Regions from separate parts of the Capsicum annuum genome. Here region 2 is linked to region 1. The links are chromatin contacts, called in public Hi-C maps. All regions are on one chromosome and are shown on one strand. Each heading gives the region's core, a stretch centred on a gene start, on an enhancer-like site or on the middle of the called end of the contact. The rest is flanking DNA. Distances are from core to core; before and after follow the strand shown. Region 1 has its middle 69 kb from the start of LOC107867827. Region 2 holds the start of LOC107867825 (sucrose transport protein).

Region 1 (6,125 bases), core at 2,019-4,518:
TTGTAAAGAATTGCTTTGGATGAAGAGATTCTTGGGGGAACTTGGTTGTGCTCAAGAGAGGTATGTGTTGTATTGTGATAGTCAAACTATTATACATCTTGGCAAGCTTCTACATTTAATGGTCGGTCTAAATACATTGATGTGAGATATCATTGGAGTCGAGATGTGATGGATTCTAAGTTGCTTGAACTTGAGAAGATTCATACGAAAGATAATGGTTCTGACATGATGACTAAATCTTTATCAGGAGAAAGGTTTGAAGATAGTTGCATGATCAACGGGATAGCAGTGTCCTCCACGTAGTCGGGAGGGGGAGAATTGTTGGGATATGGGTCTTTGTCCCTTCCTATGAGGATAAATAAAGTCCAATATAAACTAACCTACTTTTATCCATAGGCCCATTACTATGGGGCATATATAGAGATATTTTTAGGTCTTGTTTCACCATCCACAAAGAGAGTTTTTAGTAGCCAAAAGAGTGAAAATAGAGCAGATTTTCGTCTAAAAATTTCAGCCACAACAGTCAATTTCAAATTGCGATTTTCGCTTTGTTTCTTGTTTGATTGAGCTTATCTTTGGACAACTTGTTCCTCTCATCTCAATATTGGATTAGGAATGACGGAGTTGGATTTGGTGGCCTGTAGCTCCTATTTTTCATCTCTAAACAGCAGCTGCATATGCATTTTGGTCTTTTCGCTCCTTTATTTCTCTAGCTTTTGGTGTTGTGGTTTATGCGTTGTTGCTCATTGTTTGACACTTATTTGGTGGCCATTTTGGAGAACAATATTGTAACTCTTAGTGATTATAGTGGAGATTTTAGCCCGTATTTTACCCTTCACATCGAATGATTTTTCACATAAATTTGGTATCTCGTTATTCTTATCTTATCGGATTTGTTTGATTGATATATTTGTTCATTCTTTGTTTTGCTTGGGTTTGTTTGTTTCCTCTTGGTTCAAGTTGAAAGAGAAAGTTTAGACTTGGGTATTCTTCCGCTGCTATTCCGTCGGACATTTTGACTGTGCCCTCGCCTTTTCCAACACTTTGAGCTCTAGTTATCGATCATACTAATAGTTTAACTAATTATTAAATATAAAAATCGTTCAATAAATCAATTCGCTCGATATCAATTGTATTTGTATCAGAGTCAACAAATACAGAATGTATTGATACAGTGGTATAAAACAAATTAATACAACTCCAAATAAACAACATAAAGCGAAAAATATAAAATTCAAACTCTAGCTATATATTATAATTTCTTTTTAAAACTTTCATTATGCAGGCGTATGTTTTCTCAAATACTTTTTCCTTTCTTAAATTTCAATTTTTCACAGGTTTAAAATACATTGATTTTTATTAAGAGTTGTGCATCTTTAAAATTTAACAATTATTAACTTGTTAGAATATGTCGTCATTCTTCACTCAAATTTTAACTTTATTCTCTTATTTTTATTTTTAAAGAAGAACTCTTTCAACCGATATAGCTCTCAAAATAAACAAAATTTTCCATGAAATAACAATCTAAGATTACTACGATAAGCTCAAGAATGATTCTAAGACTCCAAAGATAAGCTCATGAATCATTGGAGTCTTAAGAATTTTTAGAGAAGTTTCTTAAGAAGCAAAAAAAAGAATTTTATTCTATTTCTTTATAAAATTATCTTATAATCATCTTTTTGAAAAAAAAAAAAAAAAAAGAAGAAGAAGAAGATCTTTTTAGAGTGTCGAGGTATCCAGAATAGAAGAAAAGAGAAGGGTTTAGTAATATCGAATCTCACACCTTTAAAATGTAATTAGTCAACAGTTAATCCACTGAATTGATTACTTTTCAATATTCTTTCACTAATAACTACTTGCCCGACCTTTTCAACTTATAAATAACTGGTCTTTTTTGTTGAGTGTATATTACAATTCACAGTCTAAAGCACCACTTGAATTGCACTTTTATCACTTATCAGAATAGTGAAAGCCAATACTTTCTTTAGTGGATAACCCATAACCAAGGTATATAATGCAATAAAAAGTGTGCACTTCATCAAAATTTTTATACAACTTTCTTTATAGCCAAGGGATCTAAACATTTTTAAGGAGATAATTAAAAGAATTTCACTCGCCTAATTGTAACTATTTGTAATTGTCATTTATATATACTCGACATATAAATACACTAATTATATAAAACAAAGGCAATCTGCTATATGAAGAATTTGAAGAAGTGTCGACCACAAGCTGCAAAGGTCTAACTTTGGATACATATATACCCTGTAGGCACCACGTCTCGTCATCCTAAAGGAATTAACCCATTTTTCCTTAGCAATTTCTCTCCTAGCTTGCCGACGAAATATTATGTGGCTGGAGTTGGAAGCAAGTTTTGCCCACGCCTATTTCTCAGTGAACCAAAATCAATGCGGTCACAAAACTTTTCTTTAGGATGAGGACACGTGGGCGAAACTCGTTTCCAGCTCTAGTCATTGAATATTTCGCCGGCAGATCAAGAGATAAATTGCTAAGGAAAAGGAGTTAATTTCTTTAGGATGAGGACACTTGTGTGCATCATCTAAAGGTAAAGGATGGGTATATACGTACAATTTTCAATAGTTCGGGGTATATACGTATCCAAAGTTAGACAAGATACAAATAACCCAAAAATATAATGAAAGGTATTTACGTGAATTCGGAATCAAAATAAGCCAAGTTATAAATAAAGTGACCAAAATAGGCTACCTATTTAATAAGTTACCAAAGTAGGCTAAACGTAATAAATAATTACGTTTTTCACTTTTTTCTTAACGGCCAACTAACGAAATTGACTTTTGTAAAACGTAATAAATTATTACCTTTTATAATTTTTTTGTAAAACATAATAATTTATTACGTTTTATAAAAAAAAAAAACATAAAACATAATAAATTATTATAACTTACACAAAAATTGAAAAAAATAAATCAGTGTTTTTTCACATTATACTTTAATGTCTAAATTCATAAATCGTAAATAAAAATTACGATGTACACTTTTCATTAAATGTCTTCCATCCAGATCTGGTCCCCCTGTGGAGCTCTTGTAAAAAAAGAAGAGAAAGCCATGAATAAACCTAATATAGAGATAATTTCAATTTAGGGTGTATCAAAAACTCCATTTCCATTTTTGCTCCTTAAACAAAATTAAATCAAGAATTAAAAACTAACAACCCCCAATTTGACCCAATTAATCAAATAGAGAAAAAAAGATTAAATCTTTTTCCCCCACCCAATAAACTACAAGTCACAAATGGCATTTTCTAAAATTCACATTTCTTGAAAAGGAGAAGTTATTCAAACGGATTTCTAAAGAAGAACCAAACCAAAGAAGCCCTTTTTCTTCTACCAGAAAAAAGTAGTTCTTTAACCCCCCACCCTTCATACCCCTACGGGTGCTGCTGAGTTTTTTTGTGAGAGAAATGAGGATCACCGTCAATTCTTTATCAGGCGGCTAATGATTTTTAAAATTATTTTAATGTGATTTTTTGGGTTCAATATATTGATTGTTGGGGGGCGGGGGAGGGGGCCGGGGCTGTGCAGATCTGGGTATTTTTTTTTGTTTAAATCATCCTATGTTCGATATCCACTTTTTAGAAGTCCGACTATATTTGAATTCGTCCCACGTTGGGCCTCATTTGAAGGGAGAGCTCCCAACAGAGTGTTTGTCCATACTCTGACATAAAGGATGGAAGACATTTAATGAAAAGCGTACATCGTAATTTTTATTTATGATTTATGAATTTAGATATTAAAGCGTGATGTGATAAAACACTAATTTATTTTTTTATTTTTGTGTAAGTTGTAATAGTTTATCATTTTTTTTATAAAATGTAATAAATTATTATTTATTACGTTTAGCCTACTTTGATAAATTATTAAATAGGTGGCCTATTTTAATTATTTTATTTATAACTTGGTTTATTTTGATTGTGAGTTCTGTTTACGTACTATTGGTAAAAATCCTTACATCATCTCTATATCATCTAAATGATGAAACTACTGATTTTCCACTAACTTTTGATTTATGATGGCCTTTTTGAAACTCGAAATCAAAATAAGCCAAGAAATTAAAAAAGTGATCAAAATAGGCCACCTATTTAAAAAGATACCAAAATAGGCTAAACGTAATAAATTATTACGTTTTTCACTTTTTTCTTAATGATCAACTAATGGAGTTGACTTTTTATAAAACGTAAGAATTTGTTACGTTTTATATATTTATTTGTAAAACGTAATAATTTTTTACGTTTTATGAAAAAAATTTATAATACATAAAAAATTCTTATGTTTTACACAATTTTCAAAATAAAGATGACAGTGTTTTGTTACATCAAGATTAAAAAACTTTTGTGCCAAAAACTTAACAATTACTTACGTATTTAACTTTTTGAAAATTTGACTTTTAAGTCATGAACCGTGCCCCTCCCAACCCCCAACCCCAACTTTCTTTTTCTCTATTCTATTTCCTCTTTCTTTGTTTATTGTTTTTTCACACACTTTTATCCAAATAATTTATTTTTTTTCTCTGTAATAAATTTTTACGTTTTACATAAAAACTTAAAAATGATAAAAAAGAGAAGTATCAATTATCTCATGAACTTAACACTTTCTTTATATTTATTCTATATCAAAAAATAACCGCTTCTATCCTTAAGTATTCGATTTCTCTCTAAAAAAAATTATACTTTTAAGTTTTTCTCTACTCCAAAATAATAAAATGTTGAATTTTTATCGATCAAATATGATATTATCTAAAAGAATTATATTTTTCTGTGTATTAAAAATATGAATTAATTTTTCCGTTTAGTGTTTCGTTGAGTTTTCGATTAGTGTTTCGATTAAGGTATGGAGGAGACTCACATGCACAAATATATTTCTTATTAGAATTAATGAAGTAAAAAATTAAATTTAATTTAGGGGTGTACAAAAATCATACCGATAAAAATGTTACTGATTTATCGTTATTTTTTTAAATTATTGATTTATCGTTATTAATGATAAATTAATAACATTTTTATGGGTACGATTTTTGTACACCCCTAAATTAAATTAAATTTTTTACTCCATTAATTCTAATAAGAAACGTATTTATGCATGTGAGTCTCCTTCATATCTTAATCGAAACACTAATCGAAAACTACAATGAAACACTAAACGGAAAAATTATTTCATATTTTTAACAGAAAAAAAAATATAATTCTTTTAGATAATATCATATTTGATTGACGAAAATTTAATATTTCACTGTTTTGGAGTAGAAGAAAACTCAAAAGTGTAATATTTTTAGAGAGAAATCGGATCCTTAAGGATAAAAGCGGTTATTTTTGTATATAGAATAAATATAAAGAAAGTGCTAAGTTCATGAGTTAATTGCTACTTTTTTTTTTTTAAAAGTTTTTATGTAAAACGTAAAAATTTATTATCGAGAGAAAAAATAAATTATTTGGATAAAAGTGTGTGAAAAAACAATAAACAAAGAAAGAGTAAAGAGAATAGAGAAAAAGAAAGTTGGGGTTGGGGGTTGGAAGGAGCACGGGTCATGACTTAAGAGTCAAATTTTCAAAAAATTAAATACGTAAGTAATTGTTACGTTTTTGGCACAAAAGTTTTTTAATTCTGATGTGACAAAACACTGTCACGCTTTATTTTGAAAATTGTGTAAATGTAAGAATTTGTTACGTATTACAAATTCTTTTCATAAAACGTAAAAATTATTACGTTTTACAAATAAATATGTAAAACGTAACAAATTTTTACGTTTTATAAAAAGTCAACTCCGTTAGTTGATCGTTAAGAAAAAGGTGAAAAACGTAATAATTTATTACGTTTAGCTTATTTTGGTAATTTTTAAAATAGGTGGTCTATTTTGATCAATTTTTTAATTTCTTGACTTATTTTGGTTCCAAGTTCGCCTTTTTGACTCAAAGGATTGTAAACCTGAAGTTCAATTAGTAATGATTATTCATGCTTACATTCAAAGCATGTCAATCTATTCTCTCAAGTGAGTCGTACATACTCTTTAGGTGGAGTAATTTTCTAATGATTGTAAATTATCCATTTTGATTTGGTTCCATCACTAATTAACTAAGTAGCCAATACCAA
Region 2 (6,125 bases), core at 1,363-3,862, 190 kb after region 1:
GTGGCATCCTACGTGGTAAATTCATGTCTTATATGGCGTTGTATTATGTCACATACGAATCCTCTGTATTATCTACCCTACTGATGAAATTTCACACTTTACAATAATCATCTACAACTTGCTTATTTCAGTAGTGGCCAGCTGTTACAATTTTGGAGTGCATATGATCATTCACGTATCAATAATTTCATCTGATTTCAACTGTCCTAGTAAAACATGAACTACAACTTCTAAACTTCTGTAATTAACTATAAATATTTAAATATATTATTTCTTGAATACACTTTTCTTATGTAAAGAAAGTTTAACTAACACAAGGATCATTATCTGTATGTGAAATTTTACACCCCCTTGAAATGTTGAATGTTCTCTCCCATGTGATTGCATACACACATGGTCATGATGAAAAATCTTTCGTTGATGAACGTTCTCGAATCGTCCATGTAAAACTAAATCTTAATGTAGTAGTTTACTTAATTCTTATTTTTTTAGTTTAAAATAGTTTTTGGCATCTAATCATTTTTAAGTACAATTCGTTATAATTTCACTTCCTCTATTACAGGAAAGATTTGAAGAAATATTACGAGAAAAAATATTATCAGAATCTGATATTGATCAAATTGAAGCATATTATCAAGCTGTCGGAGGAGAAAAGAAGCGAAGAGTATTTAGTCTTGGATCTGAAGTAAAAGGCTACTATGGACAAATTATTTGTGTTTCTTATGGAAAGACTTCATCTTCAGCTTCTCATGAATTGTGTTTAGCTTTTGCTATCTTTGGTATTGTGGATGATGTGGATTGTTTTAAGGATAGCTGGTTGATGTTTGGTACTATGGATGTTTTGCACATAATTATGTGTTTAGATGTTGCGCGCTATGTTTGGTATTGTGGATGTTTGATTTTGCTATCTATTTATGTGGGTTCTTTTGTATGAAGGTTGGATATTTTAAGAAGATTTTATTATCTATATATGTGGGTTCTTTTATGTGAATGTTGGATATTTTAAGAATTTTAAAAAATTAGGGACTAAATAATCAAATTTTTAGTGACGGACTAGCAATGAAATATTTGATCACGAAATAATCAAAATGACGAAATACAACATGAAATTAGTAACGACATCTATAAATATAACAACGAATATCTTCGTTGCTACAAAGTGGCAACGGATATAAGTCGTCTCTATGACGTTGCAAAATTGACAACGAATTTTATTTTTTCCATTGCTAAATGATTAGCAACGCGCAATACAGCAACGACACATATTCCGTTGTTGATTCGTCTCTAAATTGCTTTAGCGACGAATATATGTTGATTAGCAACGTTATCGGTCTGTTGCTAAATGCAATTTTTTTGTAGTGTAGGGCCCCATTTTGGGGGTAGCACTCCCAATAGAGTTTTGTTCATGCTCAGGATCGAACCCTCGACCTCTGATTAAGGGTGGAGTAGCCCCATCCGCTGCACCACAATCCATGTTGGTATTATTTTCCAAACTTTTATTCCAAAGATTTGATGCCTCCACCTTTCTAGCATTCAATATACTTTCTTCATTTTATTTTATATGACATATTTTAATCGAACACAAAATTTCAGTTATAAAAAAGAGTTGATAAATTTAATATATTATTTTTAATTAAGTAAAATTTTATAATTGAAATTAATGAAGATAAAAGTATAATTATATTTTAAATAATTATTAAATAAAAAATAAAAATATTTTTTTTTGAGGCAGACCAAAAAAATACCACACATAAAAAAGAAACGGGGGAGTATTCGATTTTCTGACAAATAAACATTTTTTAAATGTTGAAAAAGGACAAAAACCTTAAATGATCGGAGGGGTACGTTTTTTAGAATTTTTTCTACTTATACTACCCAAACTAAAATTTCTAGATATACCGTTCTATTTCAATAATTTCCTTTAGTTAATTATTTCTATTTCTTTTTTCTTAATATTAGGATCGGGTAGGGTAGGGGGTGGCGCGGTGGGGGCTGGTTTTAAAGCCTTTTATGGCCTTCAACAGTTGACAGTGGCAGTCACGCTGAAAGAAAATAATTTATTCTAAATATTAGTATAAATTTTTATTCTCTATTTTAATTTACGTCATCTTTTATAATTAAATAAAAATTATTTTTATTTTTAATAAAATAATTTGTAACAAAAAAAATGTCGAAGAATTTTTTAGGTCATAAATTTCAATTACGTTTCTTTATTTTTTAAATTTTATAAAAACTTTTTTGAAGTAACTAGTAAATTTATTATCATGTGATCGAGAAATCATTACGGGTTCAAGCTGCAAAAATACAAGATAAGATTCTCTACAATAAACTTTTATGGTTTGCCCTTCTTCGAACCTTGCATGTAGAGGAAGTTTAAGTACACCAAACTGTCATTTGTTTCTTAAATTTTGTATCTAGTCAAATCCTATAACATATTACAAATGAATAAAATATTTTTTGATTAAAAATAAATATTTTTTTATTTATATCTGTGTAAATTCTTATTTAGCAAAAAAAAATAAATTAGTTTATTACTATTTTTTAAAAAAATTATTTAAACATAAATTAAATAAATAAATATTCACATCCGAATTGCTAAATGGATTTGATTGTCCATTCCAACAAACACCATGCATTGCCACTGCCTCCGAAAAACAATATAAATACCCCTCACTCTCCCCCTTTCCTTCAACATTCAAACCAAAATCTTTTCCCTATACGCACACAATTACAAAGTAATTTTATTTAGCTAAAAATGGAGAATGGTACGAAAAGAGAGGGCTTAGGAAAACTAAATGTTTCCTCTTCACTACAAGTTGAACAGCCTTTACCAAAATCCAAATTATGGAAAATAATAATGGTCGCTTCTATAGCTGCTGGTGTTCAATTTGGTTGGGCTCTTCAACTCTCTTTACTTACACCTTATGTTCAATTACTTGGAATTCCACATAAATATGCCTCTTTTATTTGGCTATGCGGTCCTATTTCTGGTATGATTGTTCAACCAGTTGTCGGTTATTATAGTGACAATTGCTCCTCCCGTTTTGGGCGTCGCCGGCCGTTTATTGCCGCCGGTGCTGCACTTGTTACTATTGCTGTTTTTCTTATTGGTTTTGCTGCTGACCTTGGACATGCCTCCGGTGACCCGCTTGAAAAAGGATCTAAGCCTCGTGCTATTGCTGTTTTTGTTGTTGGCTTTTGGATCCTCGACGTTGCCAACAATATGTTACAGGTAAATTTCTTTCTAAGCTACATGCCGCCTTTTGAAATCCTAACTTATATATATATTATTAAAAAAAAATTAAAGATTTTATATTTAATTTATAATTAAAATTAAATTAAATTATTTAACTTTCAAAATTAAATTTTGTCACTTAAATTAAAATTAAACAAAAGCAATTTTGTAGTTTACCTTTCATGTTGAACCTAAAAAGGCAATAAGAAGTAGGCGCACGTCACAGGTTCGCGGCAGACATAAATAAATTGTTGAGTACTATGTTTTTTTTTTCTTTCTACTAGCTACTTGCTATATTTTGATAATCATAATCATATAGGGACTACATGCAATCCAAAATTCCAGCTAGACAATTATTGTATTGTAGAAATCTGTAAATATACACAAACAAGAAATATTAGATCCAAGAATTTACTAAAAATACTCAAGATTTGCAGATAAACATTATCGGTGACAGTTACAATATGTATGCATCTTGACACTAATTTAAATACGGAGAGGGAAATTGAAACAAGCCCTTTAAATTATTTACATGGGTGAATTGTAGTATTTACATCCGACATGCATTCCCACAGTGTCCTTCTACTGACACCTTTTAAGTAATTTTAAAAGATCATCAACTTTATTCTCAAAATAATACATTTAATAGTGTCTTTTTTAAATACTTATTGGAGTAACTAATTACAAAAGTTCACAAGTTGTATTTTTTTTCTACTTCCACCTAATTATATATCACTAAATTTTAATAATCCTATTGTACCTCCAAATCAAAAAGAAGAGTGTGATTGTTGATTATTCAATTTAATTAAATAGTCACATGCACTGATATAAATGTAAAAAAAACATTTTTATTAGTAATATTAATTACTAATACGTCATAATTAAATACAATTATTCTTTCAATTTTATTTTTGCAGGGCCCATGCAGAGCACTTCTGGCAGATCTGTCCGGCGGAAAATCGGGGAGAATGAGGACAGCAAATGCATTTTTCTCATTCTTCATGGCCGTCGGTAACATTCTTGGCTACGCTGCCGGTTCCTATTCTAAGCTTTACAAAGTTTTCCCTTTCTCAAAAACCCAAGCATGCGACATCTACTGTGCAAATCTCAAAAGCTGTTTCTTCATCGCCATCTTCCTTTTGCTCAGCTTAACAACCTTAGCCTTGAGTTTCGTCCGCGAAAGCGAACTTCCAGAGAAAGAAGAACAAGAAATTGACGAGAAATTGGCTGGTGCTGGAAAATCGAAAGTGCCGTTTTTCGGCGAGATTTTTGGGGCGTTGAAGGATTTGCCACGACCCATGTGGATTTTGTTACTGGTGACTTGTTTGAACTGGATTGCGTGGTTTCCGTTTTTCTTGTACGATACAGACTGGATGGCTAAGGAAGTTTATGGTGGAAAAGTAGGTGATGGGAGGTTGTATGATTTGGGTGTACGTGCTGGAGCATTGGGATTGTTGTTGCAATCTGTGGTGTTAGGGTTTATGTCACTTGGGGTAGAGTTTTTGGGGAAGAAGATTGGCGGTGCCAAGAGGTTATGGGGGATTTTGAACTTTGTTTTGGCTACTTGCTTGGCCATGACGATTGTGGTTACTAAAATGGCAGAGAAATCGCGCCAGCACCATGCCGGTACCGGCTTACTTATGGCTCCCACGCCTGGTGTTAAGATCGGTGCCTTGACTCTCTTTGCTCTCCTTGGTATTCCTCTTGCGGTAAGTTCTCTTGTTCAATTTGTTTTGTCTTGTTTATTTTTTTTATTTAATTTAAATATCTTATTTTTTGTGTTGTTTTTTTAGTTTTAGATTTTCACGATACGTTTAACATTATAAAATTATAAAAGAAATACTTTAATTTAAAATTATAAAATTTCTTGTTTTCTTAAATTTTGTTTCATGGTAAAATTAGAAATACCAATTGAAACTGAAAAGGAGGGAGTAACATGTTTTCAAGTGTTGCTCCTCCATTCATCTTACTTTGATTGAGCTATATGACTAGATGATAAATTGAGTTCACAAGGCCAACTTTTTTCAATTTCCAGTGGATATATTTTAGGATATTTTTTTCCCTTTAATATCTTTTTTGTTCGGAAAACATTGCATCATATGTAGAAAATGGTATATATGTGATCTATTGGTGTGTGCACATGTGTTTTGGAATAATTAGCAAGTTGGTTGACTCCTAAGTCCACATATTGACAAGAAAGCATTATGATTCTAAGAATCTTGTTCTTCAGGCTGTGGAAAATTATGAGGGTAGGCGAGTGTGAAGAGAGTGACCAAATTTGACATCTAGTGCAACTAGCACTACCATAACTAACGCAAATTATTTGTCAGTTAGGATACATACATGCCATCCTCCTCACGTACAGGTTATATTAAACAGTTTCAAAGCAAAAGTTGTTTTTAAATCTTAGCTAAACAATCAAGAGTCACGGTAAGATTCCCCCAACAAAATTAGGATTATTCTTTAGACATTTAACCATAAAATTATCATCTTGAAATTAAAATTGAAATTGAAATTGAAATTGGATGTTTACTTATAGCCACAGTTGTGTTTTCAAAGGACAACCAATTTCTAGAACACAAATTAAACGAAAAGGGGGGTGGGTTGGGATTGGGGGTGGGAGTGGGGGTGGCGTGGAGAAAAGGAACCCAATATAGGTTATAATTGCTTTTTACCAATAAAATAATCATGATATGTACGTGGCTTTGTAGAAAGGTTTGCAAAGTCACACACATAAATGTAGTGATGACCAACAATAGAAGGTGTGAGAAACTTTTATTTCTTTAATTAATTCATCACATGATTTTTAGTTTTGGCGATGACTTGATGACCTTTTCTTTCGGTTTGCAAAGTGCAAAAAAGCTCTAATTTGATACGAATATTTCAGAAT

Evidence for each region. Hi-C and Micro-C count contacts between places; a contact is called where the count stands out from the background.
Region 2: a contact with region 1 is called in a Hi-C map of leaf, with 3 times the contacts expected there. The contact joins the promoter of LOC107867825 here to the enhancer-like site in region 1. A contact is called at or near these places in 3 of 5 Hi-C or Micro-C datasets (leaf and placenta).

Annotation. Positions count from the first base shown.
Region 1 is chr4:92,231,038-92,237,162 of UCD10Xv1.1, forward strand. No RefSeq gene overlaps it. Among protein-coding and RNA genes, the nearest start is that of LOC107867827, 69 kb to the left of the region's middle. Within about 2 kb of position 3,269, at least 4 of the 5 cell types and tissues checked have an H3K27ac peak or open chromatin away from gene starts, as enhancers often do. A contact at or near this core is called in leaf, where this site is marked.
Region 2 is chr4:92,419,757-92,425,881 of UCD10Xv1.1, forward strand. LOC107867825 (sucrose transport protein) reads left to right here and starts at 2,613. Exons shown (of 5, transcript XM_016714267.2): 1 at 2,613-3,232; 2 at 4,153-4,944. The coding sequence starts at 2,756.